2 separate regions of the Ovis aries genome follow, and region 1 is linked to region 2. The links are chromatin contacts, called in public Hi-C maps. All regions are on one chromosome and are shown on one strand. The core of a region is the stretch at or near the end of the contact, and the rest is flanking DNA. Distances in the headings are between cores, read along the strand shown.

Region 1 (4,929 bases), core at 114-2,613, 170 kb after region 2:
GGGGGCCCTAGGGGCATGCCCCCTGAAGGCTGTTCCCCAAACCCCTGGGTGAAGGCGTCCAAGGGGTGGACTCCCAAGGGGATGCTCAAGGGATTCTTTTCCTCAGGATTCAGAAGAATTTCTGCACCTTCCTGGAATTTGGAACTTTCAGCTTCAAACTCGGGGCTTTGGGTTTTGAACTCCGGATTCTGGGGTTCATACCCTGGGCTCTGGGGTTCATACCTGGGACTCTGAGATTCATATCCAGGGCTCCGGGGTTCATACCCAGGGCTCTTGGGTTCATACCCAGGGCTCCGGGGTTCATACCCAGGGCTCTTGGGTTCATACCCAGGGCTTTGGGGCTCATACCTAGGGCTCTGAGGTTCAAAATCGGGGCTCTGAGAATCTGATTCAGGGCTTCTGGGTGCAAATTCTGGGCTTGGGGGCACAAACCCAGGGCTTCGGGACTCAAAACCTGGGCTTTCAGGCTCAAACCTGGGGCTTTGGGGTTCAAACTCTGGGCTTTGTGGCCCAAAACCAGGGCTCTGGGGTTCAAGCCCAAAAGATATCTCTTCGACCTCATAGTCCCCAGTGCCTTCTTGCTGAGAAATTTCCTCTTCCTCATTCTCACTCATGTTGCCTGCAGGATCAGAGAATTACAAAAAACCCAGATTGTGTGGGACCTGGAAGGTTACTGGGTCCCATCATTAATTGACACAAACCTTTCCCTCCTCCTCAATCAGGGTCGCTGGCCCTTAGGCAAGTGCTGAAATTCCCACCTCCCCCTCAGCAAACCCAGGCCACCAGGTCCCCAACCCCGCCTCCTCCAAGTCCCAGGTGTCCAAGCCCCCTGCTTTCTTCCCCTCCCACCCACCACAGCCCCCACTCCCGCTCCCAGGCACACTTCTCGGAGGGGCGCTCCCTCCCTCACCTTTGAGGGACCCTTCAGGGCTCCCCATTTCATCAGGACTTTGCATATCTCGGGGCTCGAGGCCCCACGGCGACGCCTCCCGTTCCATCCCCGCCGACTCCCAGTGCGGCGGCGGGGGCGATGGTGGACGATCCTGCGACTCGGTCTGAGTGCCCCAAGACCTGAGCCCTCGCCGCCCGCCCGCTCAGCGCCGGCCAGGAGACCCGGCTGTCCAGCCCCGGCCCCTGAGGCCGGACGTCTTGACCCTGGGCCTCTCCGGCCCGCCGGGCCCCTCCCCTACCCGCGGCCCCGCCCCCACCCACAAGGTCTCGGCTTGCCCTGGGGTCCTCGCAGGCCCCCAAGCGTCGTGGCCTCGGAGGTGAAGGGCTTCACGACTCGCCTTGCTGCCCCCCGATACCGCTCCCCACCCGAGACCCCGTCGTCTGGCCTCCCAGCCCCCGGCTGGGCTGCGGCTGGCCGACCCCCTCCCCTCCGCACAGGAAGTGTCCGTCCGCGGCCAGTTTCCCCCGCCGGCTAGCTTCGCGGCCTCTCTAGGAGCGGCTGGAGGTGGAAACTCGTTGGCATTAACCCTGGGCAGGATGGCCCCGGCGTCGAGGTAGGGGGAAGACTGGCCGCCCTGGAGCCCGCGGGAGAGGCTGGGGCAGTTTATGTGCCTATGTCGTAGGTCTCTGTCCGCCCGAGGGCCTATCTGTCCGTCTCCAGGGCCCTGCGTCCGTCAGTGCCTGTGGCCAAGGGCGAGGCAACGAGAGAGACCAAGGTCAGCGAGAAGGAGCGACGCTTCCCGGCGCCAGCGGGGGCGGTGTCTAGCTCCTCTCCCCTCCCGGGCCTTGGGGTCAGTTCTGGCCGCGTCTCGGGAGCCTGGACAGACCTCCCGTTACCCTCACCCCTGACTTAGGCTCATCGAGGCACCTGAGTCCGGGACGCCCCTCTTCGAACTCCACTCCCCTATACGGGCGCTCCCGCCCTCACTCCTCCTGGTCCCCCCCGCCCCCCGCACCTCGCTGCTTCTCCTAATCACCCTTCCCCCGCTCTGGGAGGGCTAGGATCGTTGCCAAGGAAACAGCCCCGCCTCCAGCTTCCAGAGGCACCGCCCGTCCCTCCCAGGGAGCTCCGCGATTGGTTGGTGGAGCTCGTGCTCTCACCATCCCGCCTCTTACCACTACACCAACTATTAAGCGTTAAGGGTCGCCAGGGACCGCGAGGCACCTTTCTGATTGGTTGCAGGGTGCGCAGGCCGGTTCCACCTTCTCCGTGCTCCAAAAGTGCCCCCGGGAGGAATGCGAGGGAGGTCCTGGCGTCTCTCGTCTTCTCTGACCTGTACTTTGAGGGCTTTTCCCGCCCTCATTTACCCTTCATTAAAGTTTATCTTTCTGAAGAATGAAAGACAGGGATTTGAGGACAGACACCCTTGGCTCCTCTCTCTCCCTTTCCCAGCAGTTTTCTTTTTCTCATAGGTTCCAGGTTCCCAAAGGGGCCAGTCCGAGCAGAGGAGGTTGGGTTGGGGGGATCCTGCTGCAGAAAGAAGGTTGCTTCCTTTTCTGTTACCCTGCTTCTCCCCCCATCCTGCTCCGAAGCCTGAGTTTAACTCAGTCCCTTGGAGCTTTAGTCCCTGGTTCCTGGATTTTCTCACTGGGAGGCAAGGATCCTATGAAAATTCCTTCAGGTGAGGGTAATAGAGTTCAGGAGGGGAAGTGGATAGAGAACCATCTGGCCTTTAAGGCAGTTAAGAATTTTCCACTCCTGTCTGACTTGGATAGAGGCTTCTAGAGAAAGGGAACATGAGAAACGTAGGTGCAGCTTTGAATCAAAGGAAAAGTGATCCTGGAAAGACAACTGAATAGAATCCAATTCTTGACCTTTTTCTACCCTTGCTGCTAAAACTAGTGTTCTTGACAACCAATGAACCAAATTCTCCCTTTGTGAATGATGCAGGAGCCATAGATTGTTCTCCTGTCGCCTACTCAGATGAAGGAAGGAAACTGGTTGAGAGAAAAGATGACATCTTCCATTCTCCTGAAAAGCGATGAGAACAAGAATTTGGAGAATTGCAAATGGGCAAAGGCTGGAGAGAAACAGTTCTCAGTAGAGGCTTACAAACAATCACAGACAGACACCTTCCTACTAATAAAGCAGAAGTCCTTTTCTGCCCTCCAAAGGATCAGCTTCCAGCTCCATACCTCTCTCCCATCACAGGGTCCAGCACTAGAGGGTCCACAGGCAGAAGAGCCTACAAGTGCAGTGATTATGGGAAGAGTGGGACCTGGGGCATCTTCTGATCATTGCCAAAGCACACAAAGGACCTTCCCGAGACACTTCTCTTTGACCTCCAACCTTCTTACCTACCAGGAAATTCATACCAGAGAGCAGCTGTCCCCTGCAAAGTGTATAGTAAGCCCTCCAGCCCCATCTCTGACGTGGTCCACTGCCTGGACTCTTCATAGCACAAGCCTCAAGCCCCATGAGTAGCAGGTGTGGGGCCAGGGCTTCATTCGGCTCTGGCACCAGTATTTCCACGTGGAAATTCAGTCTGTTAGTACATGACCGACTGCCAGGCAGCCTCCTCCAGCACCTGTCCTCTCTCATCAGTGGGCCTTCAAGAGGCAGCCAGCCTCTGCCTGCCACACGCCCATAGCAGTGACAGGCTAGGACAGGTAAGCCTCTGATGAGGGTTCCAACTTGACCCTGAGTGTGTGTGTCCTGAGTTGGGCAACCACTTTATCCACAGAATCATCCCGTGATGTGCAGCAGCACCGGGGCAGAGCCTTGGTTTATGGTGGCTTGGCCCACATTCAAGGTAGGTTCTCAGTGTGAGAGAGGCACCTCTGTGATCTGCTTCCTCCCTGCATGCAACGGACCAACCCTCTGAAAGGCCTTCTGGGGCTTCCCTGGTGGTGCCATGGTTAGGAATCTGCCTGCCAATGCAGGGGACATGGGTTCGAACCCTGGTCCAGGAAGATCATGTGCTGAGGAGCACCTAAATCTGTGCCACAACTACTGAAGCCCAGGTGCCCTAGAGCCCATGTTCTGCAACAAGAAGCAATGAGAAGCCCACACATGGCAACGAAGAGTAGCCCCCACTTGCTGCAACTAGGGAAAGTCTCTGCATAGCAACAAAGCCCCAGTGCAGCCACATATAAATAATAGTCAAATAATAGTCAAAAGAAGAAAAAAAAAACCTTAAAAAAATAAGTAAAAGTCCTTCTGTCAGATGCTACAAGCGATGTCCTAGTATATTCAAGATTTAAGGTACCCAGGAAAAGACCAGTCATGGCACAGGCCCTTTTGGGAAGAACAAAGGAAATGGGAATCTGTGTGTATGGCAAGGTCATCGGCTGGCCTGACACATTCGGAACATGCCCAGAGACCAACCCCTACACTTGTAAAGCTAAGAGCAGCCAGAAAAATAAGTTTTCTGTTCAGAGCAGTCGTCCTCTCAAACTTTAGCAGGCATAAGATTCCATCCCTGGAAATACTGATTCAACAGACTAGGGACAGGGCTCAGGGAGACAGCTGCTTCTGAAAAGATACTACATATAATTCTGCGGCTGAAAGGCCTTACTTTGAAAAGTACTGGTCTGGGGCAGATTTCAGCCTCTGAATCATAAATGTCTTTGCACATGTTCCTAGAAAGATACACATAAACAAATATTGCCCATCCCCCAACCCTGCCCAGACTTAGGGGGTCTTTGGAACTCAAATCAATACTCTTTACATGACCTGGACACATTAGGGATAGGCCATGTGGATAGGGCTCAGGTTTTCACTAGTACAGATAGCATTTCTCCTGATGCACCAAAGAAGCCCTAGAAAAACCCTCTTCCTGGCTCAACTTGCTTCACGGGCTGAGCCTCAAAGACCTATGGTACATCCCTGGTGGTCCAATGGTTAAGAATCTGCCTGCCAATTCAGAGGACACGGGTTCAGTCCCTGGTCTGGGAAGGGTTCACGTGCCTTGGATGCAACTAAGCCTGTGAGCCACAACTACTGAGCCTGCACGCTCTAGAGCCCATGGTCTGCAA
Region 2 (4,389 bases), core at 1,477-3,976:
AGGGCAGAGCTAGGAGAGGACTGATGGGGTGGGGGGAGGGAAAGAAGAGGCACAGCAAAGTAGAGAGAAGCTTACCTGCATCTGGGTGCTGGTGAAGGGCCCGTACAGCTCAGCATCCCCTGTGTTCTCCCACTTATATTCCCACATCACGTCCGCAAGACCATCTCCAGGTGACTCTGCTTCTAAAATAATAGGCCAAGTCATTTGGGCCTCCAGTGGCCTGCCCCCTGCCCACAACCCCCCTCCTCTGCCCTTCAACCTTACCTTCCCTCTGGGCAGGGGTTGGGGTCTCCAGCTCCCTCTCTGTCACTTCCTCAGCAAACATGTCCAGGGAGGGGGGCGGTGTGGGGTCACGGGGTCCCTGGGTCTGGCACGCCAACCCCTTCAGTCGCATGGCCAACCGTTCCCTTGTCTCCTGATACACTCCCAGGTTGCCCTGGGCCACCATCTGGTCAGCCAAGCCGGAGAGCCGGTCGAGGCGCTGGGGGGAACTGGGCCGCCCGGGCCCCTTGCTGCCTTCTTTGCTTCCCCCTCGGGCTCCCAGACGCCTCAGTGCCCCAGCCACTGTCTCTCTTGGCAACATCAGTTCCAGAAGGCCCTCCAGGAGGGCTTGGGTGCTCATTGGTGTCTGGCCCAGGCTGTCCTCCTCCTCTGAGTCTGATGGCGGCCGCTGATCAGGTGGCCGCTCCCTGATCTTTACCTGTAATGGGAAAACAGGAAGGTTTTATTTCTGACAAACTGCCAGCAAGGCCCAAGCCCAGCCATGCTAATCTCCGGGCCTCACCCAATCAATGTTATCCAGCCAGCTGTCTCGGATTTGAGCATCCCGGTTCAGGAAATAGTTGCCGTCTGCATCAAAGTGGCCTTCCTCCATCTCTTCCTGCAAGTTGAAGGGTGTGATCCGCACACCTCCCTCACTGGGGAGCGTGGCTGCTTCCTGACCTGTACCCAGACAGACACAAGAATCCCATGCTAGGCATGCAAGAGACAGGAGCCTCCCGTCCTCCACGGTCCCAGAGGTCCCTATTTGTTCCCCCAGCAAAAAGTCAATTCTTGGTACAGCTCACCTTCCACATCCTCTGAGGCCAAGATGTCATATTTGCTGGACCCTTCCTCCTCCTCCTCCTCCTCCTCATCGCTGTCCAAAGAGTGTTTGCCTTTGAAGCGGCTCCCGGGACCCCCTACCCCAGCTACAGGGTCCACCAACTGTGGGCAGGAGACAGAAGTTAAGAAAGAAGCAAGTTACTGGCTATGACCCCAAATACTCTAGGATCTACACTCAAACTGAAAATCTTGCAAAACCACATCTCAGAAATACGCGGAAAAGCTGACCCTTTCCATCCTTTCTTTGTCCCTCCAGATCTCTCATCTGGCTTCTAATTTATTTTTTTTCTCCCTTCACACCGCCACAGAACAGAGGAGTCTGGCCCCCCTCACCTTTTTCTTGGGGACACTGATTTCATCCTCGTCATCATCTCCCACGCCTTGGAAGGTCACTTTCCTCTTTGGCATGACTGGACAGAAGGGCTTTTCCAAACTGAGCAGAGGGAAAGGGTGCAGATTAAGGGAACTGGGTGAGGAGGCAACTCCCCGCGAGGGGGCCCCCTGCACAACAGATCTTTTACTTGGCGGGTACTAGATCCACTTTGGGAAGGGAGTACAGAATCAGGAGCCGAAAGGCGAGCTGGTAGTCCAGAACCCGCCCCTCCCCCCGCCCCTCCCGGGACTTGGCTTAGCATCTAAAAGAGCCGCTGGTGCGGAGACGCAAGAGCGGACGGGCGGAGGAGCTCCTACGGGCACCCCCACCCTTGACAAGAGGAGACGGGCTCCCCCACGTGACCACCCTTATTCCAGGCCCCAGCAGTGCTGGGCGCGATGTGCTTCGCGGGTAAACACCCGCTCCACCACCCCCAGCTTCCTCGGAACCCGAGGGGCCCCGGCAGACCCAGGACCTAGCGCCCTGGCAGCCCCGCTCCTCCCTGCGCCGAACTCCCAACTCCGCGGGGTGACTCCCAACTGTCTTGGGCTGTGTACAAATTAGAAAGGCGGCAGGGCCACGGGGACACCAGCAGTCCCGCCGGCACGCGCTCACCTAAGGATCCAGGAAAGGTGGGGGAAGAAAGGGAGAGAGGGTTTCACCAGGGCTACATCCGGGCCACCCGCCCGCCACCACCCGGAAGAGAACTGCGGAAGGCGGCGGGGAAAGCCGGAAGTGGCTTCACTCGGGTTAGATGAACAACTGAAGGAGCGGGCGGAAGTACGCGCCGCGCGGGGAGAGACGCCCCCTCCCAGAAGTGACGCGAGCCGTGTGGGGTGACTATGGTGAGAAGAGGGGACATTTGAACGCCTAGACCCTGATCGGACGAGGATGGCCGGAAGTGATCTCGGTTTCCTCCTACAACACTAGAGGCTCTGAGGAGAAAGGGGCGCCCAGGTTCACGATGGAGGAACAAAGTCCCAGCAGGGCCGGTGGGTTCCTGCCCTAGTTTTCTCTTTCCCGGGTTGTCTCCTTTTCCCCACGGCTGGTTCTGCGCCCTTCATCATCTCATTAGAAATCCTGCCTTCCTACTCTTGGCGTCCAGTTGTCCGCCCTTTGCTAGTCCGAGGTGTAGCCTTGCTGTTGTCCCAGAGGTTCTCCTGGGACTTTCCGAACCCAGCTCCTTTTAGGACCCAGGGGAAGTCTAAAATCAGCCGCCTCCTATCCCCTGGCCAAGTTCCTGGTTTCTGAGGTGGGAAGAGTCAAATAGGAGAGGTGGCAGTGGCACCTGTTCCCAGTACCGAGGCCTGAAGTCCCTTGTGCCCTCATCTCAGGTAGGCCTGGGAAAGGGCCGTAGTGGATATCCGCCAACCCCACCCCCAAACAGGACCCCAGCACTACAGTCCTGCCCAGGTTTTGTAATTTGGCCCAAGGGGCAGAGCTGAGGTTGGGAGGTGGGTGGAAGGTCCTTCTTGAAAACTCAAGTTTGAATCCCTCTAGACCAAGACCAAGACAGTGCCCAGAAAGAGCCTGCTGGAACCAGAGGAGGGCAGTGCTGGGGTACTCCGGATCACCAAATGCCCCACTCCTCCTTTCTCCACTCCTAGGGTTTCTTCCCACAGTGGGCTACCATGAAACTGCACCGAAAGTCCGTGCTCCGTTTCTTCCGTGGGTACAGAACACAGGCTCCAGACCGGGAGGGCATCCTGCTAAAGAAGGGGGCCCGAAATACCAGTTATCAGCGCCGCTGGTTCATCCTGCGAGGAAACCTCCTCTTCTACCTGGAACACCAGGCTGACCACACACCCCTGGGTCTCATCCTATTAGAGAACTGCCAGGTGGAGCCACGCCTTGGAGCCACAGAACCTTATGCCTTTACCATTCGGACTCCAGGGGGAGATGGTGGGCGGGCCTACAGGCTGGCAGCAGAAAACCGGGAGGAGCTGAGAGCCTGGCTGTGGGCGTTGGCCGGAGCCACCTGGACGCGGCTGGCTGAGCTGCTACGCCCCCTGGAGGCCCAGTACCGGGAGCTGTGCCAGGCAGCTGGCCAAGAGCCCGGCTCACCCCCAGAGGACTGTGGCTCCCCAGCCACCCCCAGGACCCTCTTCAGCTTCCAGGAGTTGCACGAGCACTTTGGAAAGGAGATCCGGATGCTGCAGGCTGTCCACAGACAGTTCCAGGAGGCCAGTGACAACGGAGGCAGCAGATCCCCAGCAGGTGGAGGTGAAGCAGGAACGCAACAACTGTGTTGATGAGTGACTAATAGACTAAAGACCCAAAGGTATCTGCCAAGTCCAGTCAACAGCTTCCAGAGACACCCAGATCCTTGCTAACTCATCACTCCCTCCCTCCTTGTCCTTACTTTAACCCCACTCATCAAATAACAAGGCAAAAGACAGGCCCAGGTACAACAGCAGGTTCTTTTCCGGTTCCTCAAAGCGGCCGAACAGGGTGGGGGCAGAGACAGAAGAACATGTAAACATTGGGTTCCACCCCCTGGGGCTCAGGGGAAGACCCTTACCCAGGAAGGGGCTGGAGGGTTGGAAGGGACAAAGTGAAAGGCAGGGGCCCTGGTCAGATAAAGCAGGGGAGGCCTGAGAATACAGAGAAAGGTGGGTGAAGAGGAAGGAGAGCAAGGAGGGTGGTGGTGGGAGGTGGGAGACATTTCCTGTTCCAGTGCGTGTCCCCTTAAATAAACTAGAGTGCAAGAACACTGAGGAGGGAGAACCAGAGAACAGAAGATGGAGTGAACACCCCCACCCGGGGCCCACCAGGTCCTCTGTACATAATTACAACACAGAGATGTCCAGAAGGAGAGCAAGAAGAGCCTGGGCCCCCAACCAGGAACTGGGGGAAGACAGGCAGGACTGAAGGGGGTAAAGGAACCCAGCTTCACTTCACGGGTAAGGGGA

What was found. A called contact is a pair of places that touch in the nucleus more often than the background predicts.
Region 1: a Hi-C map of hypothalamus shows a contact between it and region 2, with 2.3 times the contacts expected there. The contact joins the promoter of ZNF768 here to the promoter of LOC101103208 in region 2. A contact is called at or near these places in 2 of 16 Hi-C or Micro-C datasets (hypothalamus and tail adipose tissue).

What each region holds. Positions count from the first base shown.
Region 1 is chr24:27,230,906-27,235,834 of ARS-UI_Ramb_v3.0, forward strand. ZNF768 (zinc finger protein 768) reads right to left here and starts at 1,364. Exons shown (of 2, transcript XM_015104171.3): 1 at 911-1,364; 2 at 1-619. The coding sequence starts at 998.
Region 2 is chr24:27,061,406-27,065,794 of ARS-UI_Ramb_v3.0, forward strand. It overlaps LOC101103208 (sesquipedalian-1-like), which reads left to right and starts at 2,727. Exons shown (of 2, transcript XM_015104168.3): 1 at 2,727-2,811; 2 at 3,085-3,888. The coding sequence starts at 3,109. The coding sequence ends at 3,729. CD2BP2 (CD2 cytoplasmic tail binding protein 2) reads right to left here and starts at 2,161. Exons shown (of 7, transcript XM_060406252.1): 1 at 2,093-2,161; 2 at 1,438-1,537; 3 at 1,068-1,206; 4 at 785-942; 5 at 265-700; 6 at 76-182. The coding sequence starts at 1,512. TBC1D10B (TBC1 domain family member 10B) reads right to left here. Exons shown (of 9, transcript XM_027961841.3): 9 at 3,879-4,389.